Regions from separate parts of the Macaca mulatta genome. Here region 1 is linked to region 2. Evidence: chromatin contacts called from public Hi-C data. All regions are on one chromosome and are shown on one strand. The core of a region is the stretch at or near the end of the contact, and the rest is flanking DNA. Distances in the headings are between cores, read along the strand shown.

Region 1 (4,578 bases), core at 1,320-3,819, 380 kb before region 2:
TCACACTTCTGCCATGTACAGCACTATGAAATTGCCCCAGAACTGCTAAACTTCTCCAAAACTCTGTTTAAGGATACTGTCTTCTTTAAACATGCCTGCTCTATGCCCCTTTGCTTTTGAACCTTCTGGTAAAAAACAACAACAACAACAAAAAACTTTATATTTTGATCTATAATATGAACACTAAAGTTAAAATAATTCTTTTATGTTAAATATAACTGTTTCTTTAAAAGTCATAACTGTATTGATAGAGTTAAAATGACTTTCCATTGGATTACAAAAAACAAGTCTATCCTTTTTTTTTTTTTTAAAGTACTGTCTTTAATTCACTATTTTCCAATCCAATCAATAAATCTGATTTGACATTTTCAAGTTTGTTAGGTAGTTAGAGATTATGCTGGTTTCTGCTTGCAGGCTTTAACACAATAAATGATATGTACATGCTTAGAGTATGTGTTTTAATATGTAATATAAATTCATTTCTTCTCTCTTCCCCCATTAAATTGTAAATCTTGTTTAGGGGAGGCTCTACATTTCCTACTTTATCAGGCTGTGTGTAAGAAAATGCGTTGTTGTCTATCAATCTGAATTGTTGTGTCTTTGATACCTCAAAGAGGTTAGTGGGACTTCTGACTGATACTTCAAACTCATACTTCTTGGGTGAAAATACAGGGCTTGCTTTTCAGTGATGTCAAGTATAGACTTTTGAACCAATCCCTTGTCAAATTAGTAAAGAAGGGATTTTTCAAACTTTAATTTTGGAAAAGGAGATAACTCTTTTTTTTTTTTTTTGAGACGGAGTCTTGCTCTGTTGCCCAGGCTGGAGTGCAGTGGCTGGATCTCAGCTCACTGCAAGCTCCGCCTCCTGGGTTTATGCCATTCTCCTGACTCAGCCTCCCGAGTAGCTGGGACTACAGGCACCCGCCACCTCGCGCGGCTAGTTTTTTGTATTTTTTAGTAGAGATGGGGTTTCACTAGGTTAGCCAGGATGGTCTCGATCTCCTGACCTCGTGATCCACCCGTCTCGGAGATAACTTTTTCAAACTGTAATCGCTGCCAAGATGCTATGCAAAGAATTTACAAAGGAATCTGTAGAACTTGATTCTGCTTATTAAATAGGCAGAGAGGAGTTAAAGATTTCAAATCTATTACAAACAGTTATTCAGTCACTTTCTGTTTATCTGTAAATCTAATAGCGTATGTAGTTGAACTCTTGAAATTCTGGAATGTTTATTTTATTTTATTCATTGTCTTGAGAGGAGCAAAAGGAAGTGAGAGGGCATAGCTTTGAACTGGCAATTTGGCAACTTCTCTCCCCTTGCCACCCCTCCCCCACTATCTTAGCTATTTGACCTGATTAAACAGCTTTGGAATGGTAGCCAGACTTCTGTATGCTAACGAGGCCCCTACCCTATTATCGATTTAATGCGATTTCATCCACGCAGAGCTTCCCGGTGCCCAGTGGAAGCCTGACTTCGCAGAAGTCTCCCAATTTTGTCAGGGGCTCGCCAGTGAAGAGTTCACACTGACTTGAAGCAGACACAGACTCTTTGGACGCCTCGGGTCACATCGGATTATTCACTAGCAAATTCTTTCCACCTTCTAAGTAGTGAAAGGTGACGTCAGAATCGCGTGTGCCACTCCTCTAAAGGGACTCTGACAACACCCAGTCCAGGCTCTACGACTTCTGCCTAGGCACTTGCTTCCTAGTAGTAGAAAGTTTCCAAAGGTTGCCTGAAGTCCTCCCTACCTCTAAGCCTAAAGGTCAGAGCTCCAGGTCGCACCACCGAGCAGGAATCTGAGCATTTTGGAAGTTTCTGGTGTAGGGAGCAGAACAGAAGGGGTGGTAGCGGCGGACCGCGCAGAGTAACCCCCCTGCACTACGTAAAGAAAGCCCTGGCTGCAGGAGGGAGTGAGCCTGACATTGAGGCATTCCAGGGGGAGGGTGAGTTGCTGTCCTGGAGTCGCCAGGAACAGCAGCGGCAGTTCCAAGAAGCGAGAGAGGAAGGTGGCGGAGATAAAGAGAACACTTCGGGAATAAGAATATTAAAAAGCAGCAGGACCCAGAGCATTAGCAAACGGCAAAGCACACGAAGTAATTTGTTACACGAAACGGCAGCCTTCCAACTTTTGTACTGAAACACGGGGATTTACCCTTTGGGGGATTAAAAATGTTGATATGCAAAGCCAAAAGCTAATGAATAGGATTCAGTGGCTTGCTGGCAATATTGAAATATTTCTGTCCAGGAGCGCAAACTCTGCAGTTATTTAGAAAAGTAGGGAGTTGAACCAAACTATAATATTCTCCCGTGCGTCTCCACTTTCCCCAGCCCGAAAAGGAGCTGCCAACGCGGTACTTCCCCTTTAAGACCTGCTGGCTCTCGGGCTCTACAAAAGGGAGTGACCTCTGGGCTTTGACAGCTCCCCTAATAACTACCACCGAGCAGGCCCCGCCCACCTGGCGACCAGCCGCGCCGATTGGCCGGCGGGCCGGTATCCCGCGCTCTGATTGGCCTGTCGCTTCCCCTGAGCGAACCTTTAGAACTCTGAGACAGACAATATTCTGTTACATTGTAGCAAAATGGCGACTGTCATTCACAACCCCCTGAAAGCGTAAGTAAGACTAAAAAATGTACATATTCCGCGTGGTTTCAATATGAAAAAAAAGGCGCCTTCTGCGTGGCGAGCGCTGCCAGTGCTTGCGCTTGCAGGCGCCTCCAGCCGCGGCGGGGCTTCTCTCTTCTTTCAGCTCTTACTTCTTTTTTTTCCCCCAACGCGCAGAAATGTCAGGAGATGCAATTAACAAGAAGAAAATTGTTACATTTGTGTTCTGCTAAATTGCAGAGAGAGCGAGAGATAGGGGTTGCCGGCGGAGGAGCCCGGCGCTCGAGCGCTCTACAGCAGGGGGGTCGCGGGAGCTCGGGGACAGCGCGGTCCCTGGAGTCCCCCGCCTCGCGGGCAGGGAGCGAGGCTCCGGGGGCGGCCGGGCGGGGGGCGAGCGTCGGGCCGGGACTGCCTCGGTGCACTTGGCCGAGCCCTGCACCCCCAAGCCCGCGGCCCCCGCCCCGCCGCTGGGTCTGCTGGGTCCGGCGGACGCACCGCGGAGGCTCCGGAGTTTGCAGGGCGCTCTTCGCCTTCCGATCGCTCGCGGGGAGTTTGTGCAAACCTTCCGGAGTTGGGAGCACCGAGGGGGAAGCAGCGGGTCCCGGGCGCGCTGGGTCCCAGGTGGTCGCCCCGGGCTTTCCCCGGCAGCCCCCGGATCTCGGAGGCGCTCCGGGCGACCGCGCGTGTGTCTGCTCGTGTGTTTGCGAGCAACCTGGCTGCAGTGGATTAACGACTCGGGTTAACTTGGGGTGGATTTGGAGGCAGGGAAGCCGCAGGTCTTATGAATGGTGTTCTCGCCACCTCTGGGTGAGGCGCCGAGGCAGGCGGAGAGGCGGTTTTGGGGCTCCTGGCCCGAGGGGGCAGCGTCTGCTCCCGGCCGGGCGAGGGGCAGGTGCCTCTGGCCGCCCCGGGGAGACTTTGAGCGCTTGTCCAGATCCTGGACAGAGTGGGGCGGGCCGGGCGAGCACTCGCGGGGGCCAGCCCCGGGTCCAACAGCCAATTTCTGCCTGCCTGCCTGCCTTCCTCCTCCTTTTCATCCTGGCTTCCTTCCTTCCTTCCTTCCAGTCGGTGGAACTGTTAAGCCGCCAAGTCCGCTCGCGATCGCGGAGCCAAGGGTGGCCTCGGAAAACTAGTGTCGCTCTGAAAGGGGTGCTATTGGGTGATGTCGGCAGAGGGTGGCTCCCTCCGTATTCGAGGTGGGCTGGGGGTCCGCACCCCTTCGACCGGGACTTCCCCGCCCGGACGAAGCCGCAGGCAAAGAGGGGGAGAGGGAGGTGCGGGCCGGGTAGGGGGCGGTTCGTGCCGAATTCTCCCTGGTGCGTGGCCACTGTCGACCCTGCTTCTTTTAATTCAGCGCATTCTCGTCTTCACCCCTCGCCACTCCTGGAGTTGAAAACCAGGTTCGCTCCCGGAGACGGTAGGGGGGTTCCTAACGCAAAGGAATGCACAGGGAGAATCAGACGTGTTTGCACCAGCTCGTCGCCCACCAGAAATAGGGAAACGGGTAGGAATGCCCCAGGTTTCAAAGATATTTATATGAAAGCTGCCGTTAAGAGGACGTTGGAAGCTGAGGCTGAGCAGATAGGAGCTCCCGGCTTCAGTTCTGCCTCGGAAGCTCGGATACACTGCACTTGAACGCCACAGCGTTTCATCCAAGAAAGAAAATGTTTTATGGCAGAATAAATGGGCGTAACTTCGCCGCATCCTCGCTGCCGGTTGCTTTCGCTGCAACACCGCTGATGCTGTCTCTACCGAACCCACAACTGATTTGCAGTTTCCCCATATCCAGCCGAAATCACATAACCAGGCTGATGCCACCTGGTAAACTCAAGTTAGAGAATCTATTTCACATGTGCACCAGGTTTGTTTCCTACTGGGAAAGCCGTACCCTACTTACCCGGGAGCCCGCTTTCGCGCGGGCGGGCGCAGTATCTCTAAGCTTCAGTGTTCCCCTGCTCGCTCCAGGGTTTTTTT
Region 2 (5,249 bases), core at 144-2,643:
AGGTGGCTAGACATGTGCCTTCTGATAGGAGAGCACCACACAATCTATGAAGTAGTTTTGTCCATAAAAATCAAGACTAAATCTGATTAAATATCTAAAAAAACTAATTTATAGGAAAGAGAGATGATAGAAGAACATTCTAAATAGTACCACAGAGCTGCAATCAGAAAAATCCAGAGCTTGGAACTCTTTATAGGACAAAGGATCTAATTCCTTCATCAAATACATTGCAAGGGGATGTGAGAAGGGGAGGGAGATAAAGGATATTGTGGCAATGTTAAAACAAAAGGATCCTTTTTGTAAAAGATACATATCTAAGTTTACAGATGAAATGCTGCAATATCTTGGATTTGTTTTAAAGTAACTTGGTGGCAGGTGAAAAAGTAGGTGGGGTTAGAGATAAAGCAAGATCAGACGTGTACTGATGATTTTTACGGCTGGATGAGGGTCTATAAAGGTTTGCTGTTTTGCTGTTTCCACTTTTCCAAGTGTTTAAAAGTTTTCATAATAGAAAATTAAAATAAATCCCTCCTATGTCATGCTTGGAGTGGTAACACTGTGCTAGATGCATCAAGGTTCTCACCAGTATCACTCCTCTTGTGTTTCATAAATATTGGAGCTTTGAGCTTCAGCTCGTTCATGCAGGAAACCCCCATGGAACTTCCCTGTCACTCTCCTCTCTGACCATGTCAATATGGTGCTTCAAAGTATACGTACATACACATAAGCAAAAATATCTCAGCAAAGCGCTCTCATGACTCAAACATTCTGCTTTCAAGCTGCAAGGGGTATATGAAGGAGTCATGATTTCATGATTGGCACAGGCATTCGATGGAGCTCGTGACCAGGGGAGAGAAGAAGATAGTTATGGTGTTGAGGCTGGTAGGTGTTTTCATCTTGAAGTTCTGAGCAAATGACAAGGCAAATCCGGATGATAAGCGACACTGTGTTCTCACCCCATTATTTGCATTGGTGCAGCTACACTGAGTTTCCTAAATCAGACAATAATGTCTGCAAGAGAGCAAACTACCCAAATTCTTTACCGGGGGCCCTAGACGTGAGAGACGTAAGTGGGGTCAAGGAGATAAGCAAAATCTTAAGCCCTGTCACTGGGTGTGGGATGGTGACAGGAAATAGAAATTAGGGGCCAGGAAGTAAGAAACCAACCCAATGCTTATTTTTAGAAATGGCACCTTCCAGCCGTCAAAATTTAGTCTGCTGGTTAGGGTGGTTCCTGTTTCTTTAGCCAGCATCATCAGCATCTGTGAGCATCCTAATTGTGTCCTACAGGGTTGGGAGTCCCTCCTGCAGGCTTGCTTTAACCCAGGGTTCACCCATTCGGGGCACTTTTCGCACTGTTGAAGTTGCCCATTTACTTGTCTGTCTCCCACACTTGCTGGTAACCTCGCTGAGAACGGGCTTTTGCCTGTTCTTTGTGGTGTCTTATCACATAGTGCAGAGCCTGGAATATAGATGTGCGTAAAAACTATTCACTGCAGAGCTGGAGATCACTGCGGAAGCAGTGTAGAGAGGTGGTTATCAGTGTGGGCTTCAGAGGTAGACAGATGTGGGTTTGACTCATGGCCCTGCCAACTCACTACACCCACTTCCCCAATGCTGTGTTCTGGTTTCCAGATTCTACCACTAACTTATTACAAGGCTTCAGATTTTGTAAAACACTTTGAGGCTTTCCTGGAACAACTAAAGCATATAACTGCACATTTTGGTTTCTAGGTAATATCGTAACTCCTCTGGGAAAATGATCCTGGGATTTTGCTGTGCACCTATCTGAAATGATTTCCACTGATGAACTTAAAAATAACCAAATACGAAATTTTAACTACCCACAATGCCTTGAACTTATGTTAATAGGTCAGGCAATGAAGTGGACAAATGAACACCTTATGACAACCACTTGAGTAGATAAGCAAACCTGGGCGTCTTCAAATGTATATCTCCCTCCATCTTTGACATTTTGACTGGTAATCTCATAGCTGTGAGAATCCAGGTTGATTGCACTTGGAGCCCCTGGAGCCAGAAACTCTTGCCAGATTTCTTCTACCCTCTTGGCCACATCCTGTAGGGGTTGTTTCTTAAGATCTTGGACAGCCAGCCAGAACCTGAAGTGGGAGCAGAAACACAGTCAGTTCCAGAGGGCTCAGCATCGGGATGTTGCTGGAGATGGCCCCAGAGCTGATGTCCCATGAAATCCATTCTGCTGCATCTCTCAGCCTCCCCTGATGCCACTGTGTGGGGCTGCAAAGACCATGGAGATTGCTGAAAATATCAAAGGTGTTCCTATTGTGCAGAACAGAAAAGAATTGCATATTAAAAGATCAATGTGCTTCTCGTTATCAAAACGAGATTTCTCTCCCTCTACGTGAAGATTTCTCAACCTCAGCACTATTGCCACTTCAGGCTGGATAATTCTTTGTTGTTGAGGCTATTCTGTGTAATGTACGATGTTTAGCAGCAACCTTGGCCTCTACCCACTAGATGCCAATAGCAACCCCCCTTCCCAAGTTTTGACAACTAAAAATGTTTCAAAACATTGCCCCATGTCCCCTGGGAGATGAACTCACTCCTGGTTGAGAATACCTGTGCTACATACATGCCACCATGCAGACAGTGTGAGTCCCTTTGTCAAATCTAGTTGGGATCAACTGATGGCATCAACATGGAGGAAAGATCACAGAAGAGGCAGGATCCTGGAATCATAAAGACTATCTGTGTAAGAATAAACCAGCCATTCCTATTATAGATGGAGAAACTGAGCCAGTGCACATCAGTGCTCAGCATGGTGCTTGGCAAATAGTAGGCGCTCAATACGTGGGTTTCAGAGTGAAGATGGGCGCATCTGGAACAATGCTGAAGAGGCATACCATGAAAATTTCTCTGCAGAATGGTTCTCCTTCTGCAGAGGGAAAGAGAGAAAAATCTGCTCACTTCCATATTTGCGTCTGTTTAATCCCTCAGCATCCACATGGGAGCAGGGAGCGCTTTTCTGCTGAGAGCAGCAGCAGCCAGAGCCAAAGCTTGGACAACAGCTACTGGGTCTTGAGGATGGTTCCCAAGGCAGCCTTGCAGCAGGATCCAGGTCTGGTTGTCATATCCTTTGCCCTGTGAACGGACAGGCCAGCTCCCCGATCAGTGAGTAAGAGAGTAGGTCCTGTGCTGGTTCCTACAGCAGTGGGAATCACAGGTAGTCTAGTCAACAGAAAGGGAGGGACAAGCAAAGTTGAACCATGACATGGTGGAAAGTGCGGACAGTGCATTCAATCTGTCATCAAATTTCATCCAAAGTAAGATGTACTTGGGTTTTGTGTGTGTGTGTGTATGTGTGTGTGTGTGTGTGCATGCGCGCGAGGGGGGTGGCGGGGGCGGTGGTTAAACATGTTTTTCAGTTGCTGTTCAGAGAAATGTCTTTGGAGCCAAGTGCATGGCCCAAAGGTGCCACTCAGTGGCAGACTGGAGTAATGCAACCCCATTTCTGCAAGGCGAGCAGACTGTGTGTGTGTGTATGTGTGTGTGAGTGTATGTGTGTCTGTGTGTGTGTCCCCAAATGCTGGGCTCCAACTCTTCCCCTGATTTGCCATTTTTTGCCATTTAGGATTCTGATGATATCCTTACAGCGACCCCTCAGTGACCCTGTAGAGCCAAGCGTAAGGCAGAGAAGGCTTCACGGCTTCCATCAGATCAGGAAGCAGGCTCTGCCCTCGTCCTGTCTATGCCGTATTTTGCCTTGGTGTGCCTTTCCGGGTGCCTCTCACTTCATCTCTGAAATGGGCACCGAGTGGATGGAGGGATATGTGGCACGGCTCTGGAAAACCTGCTATCCAGACTTAACTCAGAAATGCTTTCAGGTCCTGTGAGGGGGAGCTGAGGAAGGGTCAGTGTGGCGGCCACAGGCTCAGTGCTGGCCCAACGTGATCCCTCGGATTCCAGCCCTCTCTCTGCAGGTGGCCTGGGCAGATACTACTGCCCAGCTCTTGCTGCTGCCATCTGGCGTCCCCTGCCCTTCTGCAGCTCTCTGACAGCCGCAAGTCCTGGGTGCTCAGGTCCTTCTGGCTTCTGGGTGAGAGGAAAGTAGTCGTGTTCCTTTATCCCGAGTCCAGAGATGGTGGGGAAGGAAGGGCTTGAAAGGAGCTGTTCCCCTGCCTCATTGTTCAGGTGGGCCCTTGACTCTCGAGCTGGGGCACTGGTCTCCTCCATCTCCCTTGCCTCCATCTCCCTTGCCTGCCCTAGGTTCCGTAGGGCCCTCTGTCCACTCTCTCAGGCCTGCCGTGAAAAGAAGGAAGTGGCTGGGAGGCTTGCAGGTGAAAACGGCCATCTGCTGACAAGAGCACCTACAAGGCTTTCTCTGCCTGGAAGGCCACGTCTGACCAGTAGGTGAACGATGCGGGAACCTGGCTCTAAAGGAAGAAGCCAGTGCTGGTTTTTCCAAGGACCAGAAGGGGTCAAGTGTCCAGAGACGAAGTCAGTGAGTGCTCCTCAGCCGCATGCTGGGCAGACAGGGGAACCAGGTTCACACAGGGAGGCCGCCTGGGCTGAATCCCCGGCTGGAAGTAACCTTCTGGGTCAGCGTCTTCCCATGCCCCCGGCCCCTGCAACTCCTCACACAAATGGATGACACCTGGGTGATTTCCTGCCCCCTCAATCAATGCCACATGGGAGGTCACCTTCTGTCATCTCTGTCAGCACTGAGGAGGAGCTGTGAGCCCCTCTGGGAAGGCCCTGAGGACCCCGGGAGCTCTGCACACTCTCTGCGGTTCCTGAGGACTCAGGGTCCTTTTTGCAGGATGGTTTGGGGGCCACATGAAAATGCACATCACTCAGCTGGATACAGAGAGGTCCCGGAGCTGATGGAAATACAAATTTCAGCATCATTTTTTTTGGTGGGGAGACAGGATCTTACTTTGCCGCCCAAACTGGAGTGCAGTGGCTCCATCTTGGCTCACTGCAACCTCCGCCTCTCAGGTTCAAGCAATTCTCCTGTCTCAGCCTCCTGAGTAGCTGGGATTACAGGGGCATGTCACCATGCTCAGCTAATTTTTGCATTTTTAACGGAGACGGGGTTTCACCATGTTGGCTGGTCTGGTCTTGAACTCCCGGCCTCAAGTAATCTGCCTGCCTCAGCCTCCCAAAATGCTGGGATGATAGGCGTGAGCCATTGCACCAGGTCCCAGAATCAAATTTAATAAACTTTTATGTAAAAATAAAACAGTTTTCTTTGTCACATAAAACCAAGA

What was found. A called contact is a pair of places that touch in the nucleus more often than the background predicts.
Region 1: a contact with region 2 is called in a Hi-C map of CD4 T cells, with 7 times the contacts expected there. The contact joins the promoter of DPF3 here to the enhancer-like site in region 2. A contact is called at or near these places in 10 of 14 Hi-C or Micro-C datasets (CD4 T cells, blood, cortical neurons and 6 more).

The regions. Positions count from the first base shown.
Region 1 is chr7:146,037,845-146,042,422 of T2T-MMU8v2.0, reverse strand. DPF3 (double PHD fingers 3) reads left to right here and starts at 2,569. Exons shown (of 11, transcript XM_015144032.3): 1 at 2,569-2,613. The coding sequence starts at 2,582. It overlaps LOC114679596, which reads left to right and starts at 2,649. Exons shown (of 2, transcript XM_028851638.2): 1 at 2,649-3,202; 2 at 3,253-3,486. The coding sequence starts at 2,794. The coding sequence ends at 3,347.
Region 2 is chr7:145,660,290-145,665,538 of T2T-MMU8v2.0, reverse strand. It overlaps RGS6 (regulator of G protein signaling 6), which reads right to left. Exons shown (of 16, transcript NM_001265721.1): 14 at 1,934-2,120. Among named protein-coding and RNA genes, the nearest start is that of DPF3, 380 kb to the left of the region's middle. Within about 2 kb of position 1,393, at least 10 of the 40 cell types and tissues checked have an H3K27ac peak or open chromatin away from gene starts, as enhancers often do. A contact at or near this core is called in CD4 T cells and blood, where this site is marked.